Regions from separate parts of the Gossypium hirsutum genome. Here region 2 is linked to region 1. A link is a contact called in public Hi-C data. All regions are on one chromosome and are shown on one strand. The core of a region is the stretch at or near the end of the contact, and the rest is flanking DNA. Distances in the headings are between cores, read along the strand shown. Region 1 holds the start of LOC107933377 (serine/threonine/tyrosine-protein kinase HT1). Region 2 holds the start of LOC107910159 (polygalacturonase 1 beta-like protein 3).

Region 1 (2,894 bases), core at 197-2,696:
CCGGCCCGGCCCGACGGCCTGCCCGAAATATGGGAGGGTTTGAGTAAAAATATAGGCCCGAAATATAGGCTTGGGAAAAAAACGATGCCCGTTTAGAAAACGGGCCTGGCCTCGGGCACCACTTTTTTGGCCCGGGCCCGGCTTGACCCGGCCCGATATAATACATATATTTATTTTTTAAAATTTTTAATTTTAAAATATTTTTAAAATACTTTTTTATTATTATTTTTTAATTTTAAAATATTTTTAAAATACTTTTTTTAATTTTTAAAATAAATTTTTGGTATTTATTAAAAAATGGGCCAGGCCTGGGCTTATGATTTTTTCTCGGGCCAGGCCTGGGAAAAATTTTAGGCCCATATTTCGAGCCGGGCCGAAATTTTTTATGGGCCCGGCCCATGAGCACCTCTAATTTACATTATATCTGGACCTGATCATAGTTTCACTCAAAATATAAAAGGGTTTGAGTAAAAATATAGATTCAAAAAATGATTTTGAATAAAAAATGAGGCATGTTTTTCAAACGGATTGAGCATCGGGTATGTTTTTTGGGCTCGGCCCAAATCGAATTTGCAAAAAAGAAAAAATCTTGTTGCTTTTTACTATTGTTTTCGTTGTTTTATCACTGTTTTGGTGTCGTTTCGTAATTTTATTGTTAATATTTTATTATTATTGTTTAAATATTGTATAATTCTTGTTTTATTGTTAATTTTGTTACCATTTTAGAGATATTTGCTTGCTAAGTTGTACCTATCTTAGTGTTATTTAATTGTCAATAATTTTTTAAATTTATTTTTAATTTGTTGGGAACAATTTATTTTAATGTTTTTAGTGATTTGATGCATTATATTTTTAATTTGTTTTTATATAAAAATAATAATATAAAAAAAGTTTTAATATGGGCTGGTTGAGTCGGACCGAACTTGAGTTTTAGCATTTTTATCATGATTGAAATTAAATAAAAATTTAAACCCATTTTCCAGTCCGAGCCCGAGCCTAAAATTTTATTTAGACCCGATCGGAGCCATGATGACCTCTAATTATATCCAATATAACTTTTTGTAAATGTTTAAAATATTATATTTTATAATATAATAATATTCATATTATATAAAATCTTATATATTTAAAGTGATCTATTTTTGCTCTAAAGGTTTACACAAAACAATAATGCAAAATTGACAAGAGAAGTTTGGAATTGAAATGTAGGGGCAGTGAAAGCAATTGAAAAGAACAAAGTAGGCCGACGGAGAGAGGGGCAAAAAGGGAAAAAAGAAGAGAAAATGGCGGGGTGAGAAAATAAAGAGAGAGAGAGGGGTAAATATGAAAAGAGAATGGGCAGAAGACTGAAAGTCATAATCAGAAAGACCCAGATTGTCTCCTCAGAAGTGGATCTTCGCACGTTATCAATGTTTGCCGACTCTTCAACCGTTGATTAATAAAATAACATTATCTTTCTTTTTTGTATCATTTAGGTGAATAGCTTACAAATATACGTAGAAGTATATTTTAATAAGTACAAAATGAAAAATTGTGATGAATTAATCCTGATATTAAGTTTGTGGTTGGAATATGAATATCCTAATTAATCTAAAATTATGTTTTTATCATCACTAAACCGTTATCAGTGTAATACCAAGCTAATAAACCATCATTTTAAATGAAATTGCACGTATAATCTCTCGCTCGCTCTCTTTTTAAGCATTTTAATTAGTTATTTTCCTTCTCTTCTACCTTTTTTCACTCTTCTCTCTTTTTAAGCTGATATGCCTGTCTTTCATTCAAGTCATAATCAAATCAAATCTTTGATGCAAATATAGTTCTTTAGCGACCTTTCGGTAAGACAATCTTCCAAAGATGCTCGGTGCATCGGAATATTATTCATTGGGAAGAGGATCTACCATTAATTACTACACGCCTCAAGCTCTGCAACAACTGAGAAGATTCTACTCTGCAATTAAAAAGGAATCACCACGAGGTATGTGAACCTTCTTTGGCTTTCATTTTAATGCAAAATGAATTGGATATTTAACTGAAATGATGGTAGAATCCAACGCAAAATCAAGAAATGAGGTCCCCATTTAGGCCATGAACTTCCGTTTCTTCCACCTAGCATTCATTTCTCTTTTTCCCCTTCTCAAAGTTTAGCGTTTTAATTGGTGAGCTTCTCTAATCGCTTCTTGGTCTATCACTCCCGTATTTCTACATTTTCTCCTTTATTTTTTAGTCATTAAAAAACTCACAAGTCTTTCCTCGGCTGCACCCTCAACTCTGTCTTAGCCCCCGCGAGCCGAGGAGATCGCTGTTCCTTGGCTTGCTCCCTAGGACGCACTCGCTCTCGGCTTCCGCCTGGTTTGGCTCAGTTCAGCCGCCGAGGACTAGTGTTGGTAGATCTGCGTCGTTCCGGGCTCTGGCACCCTTCAGAATGAGTGTTCTTTTATTTTGATGTTGCGGAGGTAAACAAAATTCCAGAAAATTTACATCTTTGTTTCTTCACTTATTGGACTTTTAACAACCAGAAGCTGCTTCATTGTTTAAGTCCTTATTTGTTATTAATCAATTAAATTTTGATAATTGTTTTAAAATCAATATTCAAATACAAGTAATGGTTAGGGTTATGAAAGGGATAAGAGGGAAAAAGAGAGAAGAAAATAAATAACGGAAAAAGAAAAAAAAGAATTAAAATGCTTAAAAAGAAAAAGTCTAGGGACTAAATGTGAAATTTGACCTAAAATATTTGCTTGAAACTGTTAAAATTAAAGTTAAATTACCAAAACACAAATTAAACTAATTTACCAAAAGAATCATCCACTCAGATATGATGGTTAAGAGTAAATTAAACTTCTTCTATAGATCACAATAAAATTGGATTCAATATAGTAATCATTGACAGG
Region 2 (3,123 bases), core at 600-3,099, 330 kb before region 1:
TAGTTCAGCATAGAATGACATTTGATTTGGCTTGGTTCATAAATTAAAATATCGTAACTAACAGAATGAATTGAGCTTTGCATAGTGTATTCAATTTTAAAATTTTATAATATAATGTTTCTATATTAGTGAATGCTACATAAAAAAATGTTATAAAATTAAGAAAACGTTCAACGGCCCAAGTTGTTTTCCGTAGATGAAATTTGATTTGGATTAATTCTAATTTTGATAATATTGGATTCAGTTTTAATTTTACTTTTAATTTTTAAAATATTATAAACAATAAATTTATCTCAACCTCGGATGCTCTTCCATGTAAGCTGCACCAGGATATATAAATTTCATAAATGTTCGATTAGAATTTTTTTAATTTAAGTTAAATATTAAATTCACTCAATTTAATTTGTCTACTTAATCATTGGTTTTTATATTTGATTCCAAAGCCGATAATTTATGATGGAATGAAGTTCGAACTAAAATTTTATTTCGTTACTAATTAAAAATAATAATTCATATTTAAAATAATTATTCTAAGATCCCATAAACTTCAACTAATATTTATAATATGCTCAGATTTATATTACTTCCTGTCACTTGAATTTTGATTAATATTGATTAAAAAACAAAAAAAAAGTAATAAGAAATCATAAAGATTAAAAGAAAAATTCTATAAATATTAATGAAGACAAATAAATAAGGATGGTAACATAAGCATTCATTTAACAACAATTAAGTTAAAAAAATTAAACTATCCAACATTATATTTAACAACTACCCAATATAAAAAGGTAGAAATTGCTATCGCTGAGAAAAAAATTCATCAAATCGAAAAATCGAGTTGAATAGATAATTTAGTTCTATTTTTTTTATGGTTCAGTTTAATTTCGTTTAGATAATATTATTAAACTACATTAATTTAGATCAGTTTCGATTTATTTTATTAGATACAAAAAAGTAAAACAAAACAAAACAAGACAGTTTAAAAATTAAAAAAAAAGCAACCAATATTTTTTATACATATAGGTCCAATATATAAATCATTTAAAACCAAAAACAAAACTCATTGCTTCTAAATTCTAAATATAGCTTTTATTATACTTTTACATATATTATAATTAAATAAAAAATAAAACCTAAATCTAATTTCACTGTCACTCTCTCATGAATTGTTGTTAAAACTTTCAAAAATTCAAGAGTTTTATCTCTTTTTTACTTATTATGTACTATGTTCTTTTTTTCTATTATTATTGTTGTTAAAATCTCTAAAATTTTGGTCATCATTATTAACATTTTCAAGTCGGGTGCTTTTTTTGTTGTCATTACACATTAAAAGTTATAAAATATAAATAATTTAACATTTGATTATGTTGAATGAAAACTGAAAGTGATTAAATTAAGGTTTAATTAGATTTTTAATAAATATTTATAATTATAGAATTTTAATAAATATTTATAATTATAGATTTTATAAATTAAATTTTAGATAAATATATTAATTGAAAAAAAATTAAATTGTCAAATGGTGTCTAAGAAACCTAAAATGAAATAATTTTATCTAATTAAAATTAAAAAGTCTAAATTCAAAAATAATTTTATCTAAATAAAGTCTAAAATCTCAAAACTCAAAAACAAAATTTTATGTAATTAAAGGGTATATCAAACACATTAAAGTTGAGGTTGAGGAATGCAAGTATATATTGTAGGTAAATCTCGGGAAAACAAACATTTAATTTACATATCTACATCACTATTCTTGCTAAATCAACATAAATGATTGCTAAACCTAACACGCAATACACGCTTTTAAATTTCATTTATATCTTGTCATTTCGAATTGGACCAACTTTATTTTTCTAAAGTAAAACCTCTCAAGTGTGTGGGTTTACCGGCAATAACTTGCCCACAAAAAAGTTTTGTTGGCCTGATAGCACCGAAAATAAACAACATTCAAAAAAGGAAACGAAGCTTAAACAAAAAGATTGTATGGGAGAGAAAAGAAGGCCCCAATTCTTCTTATATATTCCCCCAAACATGCCACTCTCTCTTCCCCAACTAGCTGCGAGTAGACAACAAAACAACATGAAAACCTCCCTTTTTTTCTTGTACTTATTATCTCTCTCATATTTCAGTGTAAGAAACTAAATTCCCTAGTCTTGTTTTTGCTCTATATTGTCTTTTCTACATTTTCATTTCATATACATACATTCTAGACTTTGTTGCTTTAATTTATTTATTTCTATTTCTATTTCCAGGTGGTGCTAGTATTTGGTACAGGCAGAAGCGAGGGTAAGGAGAACCCATTTACAGCCAAAGCCTCGTTGATTCGTTACTGGAACAATCACATTTCCAACAATCTTCCCAAGCCACCATTTCTTATCTCCAAAGCTTCCCCACTAAACGCCATCGACTTGGCCAAGCTCACTCAACTCGCCAATCATAACTCTCTGTCTTCCCACATTGAATCTTTTTGTTCCTTAGCCAATCTTTTCTGCTCATTCCAGGAGGACTCCTCGAAACTAGACGCAGTTGTCAAGGGTAAAGGGGATGCAAACTTCGCAGTGTATTCCAGTAAAAACTTTAAAGGTTATGGCTCGTTAAGACGCGGAGGGATCGACTCCTTCAAGAACTACTCCGATGGGTTAAATACTCCCAATGAGTCTTTTAAGAAATACAGCAGGGGATCCAATGCCCATAGTGAAGACTTCACAAGCTATGCCAAAGATGCCAACGTCGCTATTGATAACTTCACCAACTATGGCTCCAGCACCACGGGCGGCTCTGGTGGGTTCAACAACTATCAGGAACGAGTTAACGTGCCAAACCTCCGGTTCACCAGCTACGACTCCGATGGTAACAAGCATAAACTCTCTTTCTCAAGCTACAGCTCTGAGACAAACTCAGGGTCCGAGGCATTCACCAATTATGGGAAGAAGGGCAAGGCAGTTCCAGCTGAGTTCACAAGCTATAGTTCTAATGCTAACACGATCGGGTCGAGTTTTGCAGGGTATGGGGTGTTAGGGAACTCAGCAAACGACTCGTTTAAAGCCTATGGCGACTCAGGTAACAATCCCCGTAATAACTTTAAAATCTATGGTTTAGCTTCTAATTTGGGGATTGACAGCT

Evidence for each region. Hi-C and Micro-C count contacts between places; a contact is called where the count stands out from the background.
Region 2: a Hi-C map of leaf shows a contact between it and region 1, with 1.7 times the contacts expected there. The contact joins the promoter of LOC107910159 here to the promoter of LOC107933377 in region 1. A contact is called at or near these places in 3 of 34 Hi-C or Micro-C datasets (all in leaf).

The regions. Positions count from the first base shown.
Region 1 is chrD02:39,397,882-39,400,775 of Gossypium_hirsutum_v2.1, reverse strand. It overlaps LOC107933377 (serine/threonine/tyrosine-protein kinase HT1), which reads left to right and starts at 1,446. Exons shown (of 4, transcript XM_016865578.2): 1 at 1,446-1,978.
Region 2 is chrD02:39,724,654-39,727,776 of Gossypium_hirsutum_v2.1, reverse strand. LOC107910159 (polygalacturonase 1 beta-like protein 3) reads left to right here and starts at 1,849. Exons shown (of 2, transcript XM_016837931.2): 1 at 1,849-2,130; 2 at 2,253-3,123. The coding sequence starts at 1,984.